Linked DNA regions of Mus musculus: region 1 is linked to region 2. The links are chromatin contacts, called in public HiChIP or PLAC-seq maps. All regions are on one chromosome and are shown on one strand. Each heading gives the region's core, a stretch centred on a gene start, on an enhancer-like site or on the middle of the called end of the contact. The rest is flanking DNA. Distances are from core to core; before and after follow the strand shown. Region 1 has its middle 19 kb from the start of C430002N11Rik. Region 2 has its middle 27 kb from the start of Gm51656.

Evidence for each region. HiChIP or PLAC-seq counts read pairs in DNA pulled down with a chosen protein or histone mark.
Region 1: a contact with region 2 is called in an H3K27ac HiChIP or PLAC-seq map of T-cell acute lymphoblastic leukemia, with 2.1 times the contacts expected there. The contact joins two enhancer-like sites. A contact is called at or near these places in 1 of 484 Hi-C or Micro-C datasets (CD4 T cells), 4 of 115 datasets of contacts at active chromatin or transcription factors (T-cell acute lymphoblastic leukemia, embryonic stem cells, memory CD8 T cells and 1 more) and 1 of 9 other capture datasets (embryonic stem cells).

The regions. Positions count from the first base shown.
Region 1 is chr9:96,782,191-96,787,852 of GRCm38.p6, reverse strand. No RefSeq gene overlaps it. Among named protein-coding and RNA genes, the nearest start is that of C430002N11Rik, 19 kb to the right of the region's middle. Within about 2 kb of position 2,417, at least 46 of the 459 cell types and tissues checked have an H3K27ac peak or open chromatin away from gene starts, as enhancers often do. A contact at or near this core is called in T-cell acute lymphoblastic leukemia and memory CD8 T cells, where this site is marked.
Region 2 is chr9:96,434,168-96,439,577 of GRCm38.p6, reverse strand. No RefSeq gene overlaps it. Among named protein-coding and RNA genes, the nearest start is that of Gm51656, 27 kb to the left of the region's middle. Within about 2 kb of position 1,382, at least 283 of the 459 cell types and tissues checked have an H3K27ac peak or open chromatin away from gene starts, as enhancers often do. A contact at or near this core is called in T-cell acute lymphoblastic leukemia and memory CD8 T cells, where this site is marked.

The sequences.
Region 1 (5,662 bases), core at 1,168-3,667, 350 kb before region 2:
TCTCTAGAAAGCCTTTCTAGCTTCCCCGGGTGACATCCAATCGATGTCCATTCAAACCCTCCTATGTAAGGTTATTGGTGCTAAGGAGGAAGGCTAACTCCCTCAGAGCCAGATCTTGGACAACAGAAGAATGCTGGCATAGCCAGTCTCCGAAGAAGATGAGCTACAACAGCTAAAGGTTGGTGGCTTGCCTCTAACTTAGCAAAAGCTGTCTGCGTTGACTTTCTTTGCCAGGAATTCCAATAGTGCCTTTTTTCTAAGTGAGTTTTTCAGGCAGGCAAGAAGGAAAGATTTTAAATCAACAGCCCAAGCTTCATGGGGTCCTAGAGTTTAGCTGCCATCAATTCATCAGCGTCCAGCGGTGCTTATCTGATGCACTGGTGCTCACTAAGCGTTTGGGAGAAGAAGAAGAAAGCATTGAAGGATAGATGTGAGTAGGAAAAATGTCAGCGATGTTTAGAGAAACATGTTGCTGGCCATCTTGTTTTCCAAACCGGAGAGATGCATTATCACTAACTCCCAGAATAGTTTAATCTAATATCACTTTGCAAAATGATAATGGATAAAAAGAATAGAGGAATGACAAGCAAAACATAGTCTGTAATGTGCATGTGTAAACAGTAGTGATCATATTTCAATATACAATCAGAACTTCTTCCTGACTTTAGCAACCGTTTGTTCTGTGTCTCTGCCATTCTTCCAAAGGAAATTAGCTAAGCAAGATTTGTTTCGGGTCAGCAAGTGGGTGTTTTGGGGATAAATGGGAGCTGACGGTGGAGGCGACAGAGTTGACTCCAACTAGTCCATTTGGCATCTGGAAAAGGTCAGCTCATCAGAAATGGTGTGTGGAGAAAATTCACTAGGCTTCCTGCTGCTGAGAGAGCAAATGCTCTGTCTATTTAATCGTGTATCAAGGAAAAATAACTCAGTTCAGGAGGGAAAAAGATAAAGGAAATATATATATATATATATATATATATACATATATATATATATATATATATCCTTTTAGTATCAGTCTTTCATATATTTCAGGTCATACAGCTACACAATTCAGGTCCAACAAGTCCACTGGATGGAGAAGGGAATGCTAAAAAAAAAAAAAAAAAAAAAAGTGCCACATTTACAATCAAAATCTCAAGGCTAAGACTGCTTCCTTGGCAGCCCAGAAAACAATTTATAGTGTGTGAAAACACCCCATGCCCCACATAAGGAAAATTTACTACCATTTCAAACTACCAGGTTGGGAGAGGCCATCAAAATAATGTATGGCAAAGTCTGAAAACATCTTTGTAGGGAATTCGGAAGGAAAAACCCATCCTTTGTTATCGGTCTCCCATCGATTACACCGACGAAGCATGTGCACGTTAAGGTGAATTGAAAAGTTCACCACGGGAATTTGGACTCATGATCCCCACAAGTGTATAAAAAACAAACAAGCAAATGTTTGTTGGTGAAACAGGTAGTCTCTGGCTCAGGACCAGCAGAGGGGACCCCTGCACCACCTTACATGGCAGGGGTTAGTCCAGAAAGGAAGCCTGAAGTTCTAATGTTCAGTCTGTCACGTATGCATCTCACACTTCAGCCAATGGGCCTTTCCTCCTCTCCCCCGCCCCCCAACCCCCATCTTCCTTAACCTTTTGGACTGCTATTTAGCATGCTTTCTCTTTAAATCAACAATGGTTTGGGCCTTGACTACATTTAAAAGGAAATGGTGGGTGTTACCACGATAAATCATCTCTAGTCGCTATTCTTTGCCAAACACTTCCATAACAAATAAGGGAAGACGGTTTCCACATAACTCCTGTGATGCTGGGACACACTGGGAGAGAAATCAGACTCCTGGGGAGCTCGTGGGAAATGTGAGTTCGATGCTCAGATCACAGCTTGCTCTTTGCGGGTTTATCTAAGAAGCAAGTTAATGTTTACATGACATTGGACTTCAAAGTCCAGGCAATAAGGAGGAGAACGTGATGGAGAAAAACAGTTTAATTGTGAAGAGGCAGGGGATCGTGGGAGCAGGGAGACACAGCCACTGTGGAAAATTGAAATGGGGGGGGGGAGGGAAGGCAGGTTCTTATCAGGGTGCAATGACTTTTTTTTTTAATTAACATTATAAAATTTTATTACACAACAATATAAGTAGTGTGTTTCGTGACTGCCAAGACAGTTATTCTTGTTGGAGTTCCAGTTTTTAATAAGAACAGGCCTCTTTCCCACTGTCGTAGTGTGGGACTCTGGCTCCTCGTTGTAGGCATGCGCTGCTTGTTCTCATTGAGCCGTCTTTGCAAAGCCAAGTTTGGTGGGTGCAAATGAATGCTCTTTGGGGAACAAGGAAGGACGTTGTGTTAGACAGAAAGACATCTCTCTAACACTACTCCTCAAATACTTCCTCTGATACCTTTTTTGGGGGGGAGGTGAGGGCCACTTCCTCCTGATTGTGTGGTTAAGTCAGCCACATCCTAGGCACTATCACAAGACACACAAGCCTGAGTTTTTGCCAGGGAGGCATCCTGGAAGACATCCACTCAGGCTTGCTTCAAGGAAGCCTCCAGACCAGAAGTGGACTCACCTGACCTGCATGCTACAATTTTGCCTCGTAGTCCTTTAGTAGTATGCACACTTAGATACATTTAAATATTTTAAAAATATATTTTTATATGTATGGGTGGTTTGCCTGCACGTATATCTGTGCGCCACATGAATGCCTGATGCCTACAGAGGCCAGAAGAGAGGGTTGAGTCCCCTGGAGCTGGAATCACAGATGGCTATGAGTTGCTATGTGGCTGCTGGGCATTAAACCTGGGTCTTCTGGAAGAGTAGCCAGCACGTTTAACCACTGCATCATCATCTCTCCAGCCCCAGTAGATAAAATTCAGAAATGTTAAGTCGCATTAAAGTTGTCTTAGAATCAGGCCCCATGCTTGATGGGCCTATGTGTTTTGGAAAGACTGTCTAAAAGAAAGCTGAAGAGATGATTTCTTGCAACGAACGCAGGGTGAGATTCAAAACTCTGAGTATCTTCTCCCGAGGAGGCAGAACACAACCCCTGCCCCGTCAAGATGGCCAGTGCCCAGTGGCTTCCTTCCAAAGAGCACAGGGCAGACAAGACGGAGAAGAGTAACTCTACTGAGGAGACAACATACAACACCCACTCAATCGATCAATATTAACACCTACAGGGTGTTGACAGTCCCTGCTGAACCCTGAATGTACAGGGATGTCTCCAAAACAAGGTTCGGCCATGATACTCCAATGTGACAACCCTTCAGACTCTCAGTCATCCCCGGGATGGATCCAGGCTGCTTAGCCTGGCACACTAAATCTGTCACCATTCCCACCTCGTCACCCTGCCCTGTTCCCATCCCACCTTTCCTTGTTTCCTCCAGGATCAACTCCTGCGTAGTTTTCTATATTCAACACAAGCCTCTTCAGGAAGGAGCCTGGCATGGGTATCTTTAGTGTCCTGGGTGCTCCTCCCCAATGCTGCCACCATGGCTAACTCTGTCACTGCACTCAGTAGGTGACTGGTCTAAATACTATAGATGCAACAGTGAAAAGGGGTGAGGACCACACCCTCTTGAGCCACTGTGCTTCACACACTGATTTTCTGATCTTCTCTCCTGGAAGGCAGGGGTATACTGTCCAGCACACAGTACTCAGAAGAACAGCGAGTTAGTTCTACTTGTGTGTGTGCGTGTGTTGGGGATTAAAATCAAAGTCTAACTTGAGTCTGGTTCCCAGCAGCCACATCTGCCTATGACCCCAGCTCTATAGGTATCAAGTAAAGTACCTACGTCCTCCATTGACACAATATTCGTATGCATACCCACATAGACATAGTGCACACATAGTATTTTAAAATGAGAATGAAAGCACGCTAAACACTTTATCACTGAACTACGTGCCCAGCCTCTGAGCAGCACACATTTAGTGACACTGACACATTGTGGTCTCTGCACAGCTTCAGGGATTGGAGGAACTGGGGCAGCCAGGGACTGAAGGCCCGACAAGCACACATCCGGAGAGGCTGGGGCTGGGTGCATTATGCTTGTTCTGTTGCACCGCGCCAACTGCAGACCAGACTCTCAGCACATTTTGAATATCTTTGATACTTTGTTGACTGAATCCAGGAATGCAGACCTGAGACTAAGGAAGGCGGATTATACCTAAGATGCTGTGGGTCATTTTTGCCGTTGTTGATTTTCGTGCTTTGTTTTGTTTTAGTTAGAAAGACTATCTGGACTGACAAACATCAGAGAGACCGTGGTATGTTTATCATGGGAAAGAGGCTGCCAGCCCAGGGCTTCTTGAAAGAGTTCCTTTGGAGCTCAAGGCTGAGTGTCACAGTGACCCCAGGGAGGGGATCTGGCCTTCCCATCAGGTCTGAGTCACCAGCTGCCATACAGCTCCCAAGCATTCCTGACTACCAGGCTGGGGAATGCAGGGCCTCAGCAAGAGCCTCCATATCTGACGTCTGGGAATTCGGAGATGGGGCTGGGAGGTTAATTCAGCCTTTTGGCTGGATTAGACTCCTTCATGGCCGTAGGATGCCTCACCTGGAAGTTCCTGCTCTCTCTGCCCTTTTTCTGACCCATCGTGTAGTTTTTTGAAATCACCCAGCCTTTGGGACCTGAGGATCTGAGAAGAGACCACCCTCTGCTTTGTTCAGGCTCCAGGTGGCTTTTTCCACCCCCACCCAGCCAGACAACTAACGTGCTTTCTCATGTCCCCAGACTCTTAGAAGGATCACCCCCACCCAGCCGGTCAACTCCAGAGTCTTAGAAGGATCAAGGGAAGAAGAGAGTAGGGTCCTTTCAACTACAAACAGTCTCGCTTGAGGGCAGCATCTGTTTGAGTGTTTCCTTGTACTTATCCCCACTTATTCAGCTTGGTGAATCGCCTATGACATCAAACCCAAGGTCCTGTTTGCTTTTATGTTGGTGTGTGTACCCAAGCAATAGTGGCAGAGATACACAGGTGCTGGCAGCTGAGTTCTGGGTAACGGAAAAAGGCTACCGTCGGTTCCCATGAAGAGACTCCATTTTACTCCAGACAGTCGCTGAACAAAGTCAGGGGCAGCAGGCTAGCCCAAATATGTTACTGTCATGGTGTCTGAAAAGGACATGCTGTCATCTTCTGCTTTTCACACACAGCCCTGCCCCCTGCAGGTCCCCTGCTCAGTATTGATGCACATTCCTGCTACAGGTGACTGTGCGTGTACATGTGTGTGTGTGTGTATGTGTGTGTGTGTGTGTGTGTGTGTGTGCGTGTGTGTGTGTGTGTGTTGATAGTTTAGGAGCGGCTAGACTACAAGACCAGCATTCTTTGGGCACAAAAGAATCACAGGATGCCGGCATGGTGGCCATGGTTGTGGTTCTTTCTTTTATGAGTGTGGGTATCCAGAGAAAAATCTCAAGAGGCCCCAGCCTGGTCAGGAGACTGCTCATCTGCTTGGCGATCACACATCCTTGCCCAGAGAGGACTCTTGCGGGAAGGCCTTATGAGTCAGAGCCCATGGAGTCTTCCGATGAGTGACTTCAGATGAGTCACCATGCTTCTTGATGCCTGGTGAATAAATGGAAGATAATGTAGCTTTACCGTCAGCAGGCCCAGAGCTTGTGACCCTTTGGGAAGAGGGCGAGCCTCAGACAAGCCACCC
Region 2 (5,410 bases), core at 133-2,632:
ATGATTAAGAAACAGGGCAGCCGGATATGGTGGCACACACCTTTAATCCCAGCACTCAGGAGGCAGAGTCAGGTGGATCTCTAGAGTTCAAAGCCAGCCTGCTAGTCTACAGAGCATGTTCCAAGACAGCCAGGACTACACAGAGAAACCCTGTCAAAACAAAACAAAAGCAAAAACAAAAACAAAAAAAAATCATAAAAAGGAAAGAAGGAAAAGGGGAGGGGGCTCAAGTGATAAGTGTATAGCCCCCTCCCAATTTGGGAGTCTGAGACCGGAGAATTACAAGTTCCAGGCCAGCCTGGGCTACTTAGTGAGCTCCTGTTTCAAAAAGAAAGAGAGGGAAGCAGGAGTCATTGGAAGAGTGGATGTCTAGGATGCACAAAGCCTTGGGTTCTATTCCCAGACTGGGTATGGTGGGCACACCTGTGATCCCAGCTCTTAGGGAATAAGACGGGAATACCAAAGTTCAAGTTCATTCTTGGCTACATTTTTAGATTTGAAGCAAGTCTGGACTACCGGAAACAAGGTCTCAAGACAAACAAAAAGAAAAAGCAGTCAATGACAGCCCCATGGCCACAGTTCCCACTGCTCTTTTGGCCAGTGGTCCCTGCAGTTGCATCTCTGAGACCGTGAGCCTCCAGGTCTGAGCTAAGTGAATGCAGTTTGCCTAATGTTCGGGCTGAATCTGGGCACCTACAGTTGTCTTACCTCCTCTCAGCCAGGAAATGCAAGCACGTGGGGTCCCACTTCAGTTTTATTCAGCTGAATTAGAGGCACAGTCAGAAATCTGTAACATCCTCGTGGGATGGGGGTGGGGTGGAGGACTAGAGAGGAGGGAGGGAGAGAGGGGAGGGGCAGTGTTGATCCACAGATCATGAAAACACTGAGGAACGCTCTCGAGTGAAAGCCCAGCTGCCTAGCTAGGCTATGCCACACCCTCTTCTTCAACATAATCAGTCTTAAAGGGTTCTGTTTGGTTTTCTTGTGTCACTGAAGTAATCAAAACCCAGGCATAGTGACAATTGGCTAACACCTGTTGAGGGCCCCCCGTGGGCCAAGATTTGGGAAGGCATCCAAGACACTGTTGGCGCTTTAATCTTCCCTAGGTAGCTTCAGCCTCAGAGGGGTTGAGCAGCTGGCTGGGGGTGTGACTGGCTAGAAACCTCTAGAGCTAGGAACTGAACCAGGACAAACGGATGCCAGGAGAGACACATTCTCCCCCCAGACAATCGAAGTAGTATTACGGACACCCTTTTGTGGACTCTTCGTGGGATTCTATGAAACCACGTCCTCTCAGGATTGTCAAAGAAAACAGGAAGCCCCTCTGGGGAGGCTCACCCCCCTGTTCCCCAAGCCAGGAAGTGGCTGGCAGAAAGAGCGATACGTAGCAAGGGCAGGAGCACCCGGGTTGAGAGCTTGGGGCCGTATCGGGCGGAGCCCTGAGCCAAGTCCCCTGGGGTCCCAGGGCTACATTCCTCTGAGGTCTGCGGAGGCCACTGCTTAAAGGCGCAGAAGTGCAGCTGGGAACGAGAACAAAGCGGCCAGACCCCCCTCGGAGGAAGGAAGGAGCGAGCCCCAGGAAGCAGCTGATAGCGCTAAGCTCAGCTTGTTTTTTCCTCTGCTCAACAGTTCTCCTGCCACGGCAAACAAAAGACGTACGTTCTGATTCCCTTCGGTGTTTGGATTGCGGCCGCAGACTGGATCTGCTTTGTGAAGAGCTGAGGGTAGCTTCTGGCTCGACCTGCCGCTTGATGGCAACGCTGTCCGCCTTGCCTGTCCCCAGCCAGGAGCCCCACGAGGGCATTGCTCTAGATCAAGGGATGAGATGTCGAGATTTCTACCCGTTGACTCGTGACCTTGGCATTGAAGGACCTGCAGCGTAGGCCTTAAAAACTGTTAAGATAGGAACCCTTGTTCCATGGAGATGCCCTGTCCCCGCTATTATCTCAGCCAAGGTCACAGCCCGCTGCTGTGCAGGGCCACACTGGGACTGGTGCCACCTTTATCCCATGGGTCAAGGCAATGGCAATAGATGTCAGGTTCCTGGAGGATCGGGGTCCGAATCCCGGTCTGTCCGCCTTCAAGGTCACCAGTAAGTGACAGGTGGGTCTAAGCAATCCCCTGAGCATGATGAACGCAGAGACTTTGTACTCCCGGGTGTGAGCGGTGAGGGAGTGGGCAGACCTTGTCAGTGTCCTAATCCATAGTCTCAGGACAGGGACAGGCCAAGATGCGACAGCAATGCTGGGCATGGTTTGTTTTGCTCCAGCAGGTGTTGAACGTGTGGCTATGCCAAAGGCCACCAGCAAACCCACACGAAGCAAACACAAAGCTTCCACTGATGGGTCTGTGGGCTGCCGATTCTTGTGGGCTTTACAGTGCGGCAACGGCAGTGCTGGTCACATGGACCGAGAGACTGTTTTGATGCCAGAGACTAATGCTCCGATCCGATCCGTCACCACAGGAGTTAAAGGAGCAGCCAAGAGATCAGCGTGGTTGAACCCCCGCTCTAAGCTGCCTGCCGTTCTCTCCTCCCCTCCCACTCTGAGACTGCAGTTCACATGCCGAAGACAAATGGCATAAAGGGCAGGCAATTAATTTTTTCAGCTGGAGACTGATGGAATGTGGGTGTTTGGCATGCACCTCTGTCTCCAGTCTCCTCAGGGAAATACCTCCCGGAGGGCCCTTCAAATTCCTCATCTGCCCTTTAGGACCAATATGTAATTCAGTCCTGAAAAATCAGTCGGAATGGGTCTTGTGTCCACTATACCAAGAGCCCAAGGACTGCACAGACGACAGGCCCATTCGTTTATTTGTGGTTTTGGTTTGTTTGTTTTTGTTTTCTAACCCAAGGTTTCATGTAGTTTAGGCTGGCCTCAAACTCACTATGTGGACAAGGCTGGCCTTGGACTTCTGATCCTCCTTCTTGTTGGGGTTACAGGTGTGTGTAACTGAGGGGACAGTTCGTCATGACTTTCCTTGGAGAGAGAGAAAGGTCGTCTTAGAATATACCTCAGGGTCTAGATTCCAAGTCCCCAGAACCTCTGTTGGGTTGGACCAGGCCAGCCAACCTGGTGAACAAAGGCAAGCAGAGCATAAAGAATTTACTGGATAGGATGCAGAGAAGCCCTGGGGACGGGGTGCACACCTTTAATCCTAGCACTCCGGAGGCTGGGGCTGGTTGATGTCTGAGTTCTAGGCCTACTCTGGTTGATAGAGTGAGTTCTAGAACAGCTAGGGCCACACAGAGAAACCCTGTCTTAAAGGGGGGGGGGTGGCTGAGGAAGGGGGGAACCATGCAGGGAAGTGTATTAACATAACAGCCAACAGGACCTGGAACTGGAGAAAAACTACTGCATCCATGTTGATAGAGGTATGAAGATGTCAGAGGTAAACATACAGGCTCAGGCTGAGCAGGGATAAAACTCAATAGTAAAACACATATCTAGCAACACGGGTTTAAGGCCCAGAGCTGCTGCAGCTGCTGTGGCGGAGGCCGAGGCAGCTGTTGCTGTTGAAGAAGAGGAGGAGGAGGAGGAGGAGGAAGAAGGAAGAGGAAGATGATGTAGGTCTGTTGGGATGGGCTGTAGCTGTGTGTTAAAGCATGTGTTAAGGCTTGCCTTTGATTCCCAGAAGCGTATTAACAAGGCAGACAGGCATGGTGGCGCATTTCGGCATTTGGAAAGCAGGAGCCAGAGGATCAAAATTTTAAAACAAGCCTGGGCTACATGAGACCCTTAAAAAGAAAACAAATAAAATGCATTCTTCTGTTGGAAACTTAGGAGGGTGACCTCAGGCAATCTTTAATGTCTTTTGATTCTGTTTTCTAAGCTGCAAGATGGAGCGGCAGAGGTGGGGAGGGCAACTGTCTTGTAGGGTCATTACGAAGAATAAATAAAAACAAGACTCATACAAGCATTTAAACTATTTAGCATGTAATAAGCACCTAATTGTATCCAGTATTGTGTTCAGTTTTTCCTCGTAGCTCACAATTATTTGCACATGGTAGGCCAGTGCCCTGCCACTGAGCTATATCTAGGCAAGTCCCGTTATCTTTTGGAGATTTACAGTGAGGCGCCGACGACATGATGACTAGTTTCAGGGTCGGGAAGAGTGAGGCCATAGAAGGAACAGGACTGTCCATGCTTGATAATCGTTGAAGCCAGGTGAAGGGTGCAGTCTGTAAATCAGGTGCTCCACCAGCCCTCCCTTCAGCAACTCGGGCCCTGCAGCAGAGGTCATGACCCACCACTGCCAGAAGCAGCGTCTGTAGAGTTCTGCGCTTTCCTATGCAGGTTGCACCCTGTAAAAGGTCCACCTTTCCTTGTTCTCTTTCATTCTGTCTCCCATTCTCTCTCTTTCTCTCTCTCTCTCTCTCTCTCTCCTCTCCTCTCCAGTCCCAGACAGCTTTTCCCTCTCTCCCCTCCCCCACTGACCCTCTTTCATTAGATCTGTTGCAGCACTACACCTGTTTCTCTGCCTTTATCCTAACAGTCTATTCTAGACAGGCTATTTTCAGAATGTTTAAAATTTCCCATAATAAAATGTTTGTTTTTTTTAGGTAGAAGAAGTATATAAAAAGTAGAAGTTCTCTTCCACCTTAAAGGGTAAAAGGACCAAAAGTCGAAGATAGGAGTAAAAGCAAACATAGAGATGAGGTTTAGACTTCTTTTTTTTTTTTAAAGATTTATTTATATATTATATGTAAGGACACTGTAGCTGTCCTCAGATACTCCAGAAGAGTATCATTACGGATGGTTGTGAGCCACCATGTGGTTGCTGGGATTTGAACTCGGGACCTTTGGAAGAGCAGTCGTCTCTTAACCACTGAGCCATCTCGCAGCCCTAGACTTCTTTTTCTTAAGATAGAATCTGACTGTGTAGATCAGGCTGCCCCAGACTCAGAGAGATCTGTCTGCCTCAGCATCCCCAGTGCTGGGATTAATCACTAAGTTTGGGATTACCAAAAAGTTGAAAATTGCTGGATGGCGGTGGTACACGACTTTAACCCAGCACTAGGGAGGCAGAATCAAGCCAATGTCTGTGAGTTTGAGACCAGCCCATCTACAGAGCAAGCTCCAGGACAGCCAGGGTTACACAGAGAAACCCTCTCTTGAAAAAACAACCAAACAAACAGAAAAGCTGAAAATAATAAATGAACATTCACTCAGCTAAGTTTAAAAAATAAAAAGTTTTAAAAGGAAAACAGGAAAAGAACAGGAGAGAGAAAATAATGAAGTCAGGTAAAGAAACTGGGTTTTTTGGCTTGAGGAGTCCACCAAAACCCAGCACCAGATATGTAAGGAACAGCACTGGGCCGGGCGTGATGGCGCACGCCTTTAATCCCAGCACCTGGGAGGCAGAGGCAGGCGGATCTCTGAGTTCGAGGCCAGCCTGGTCTACAAAGTGA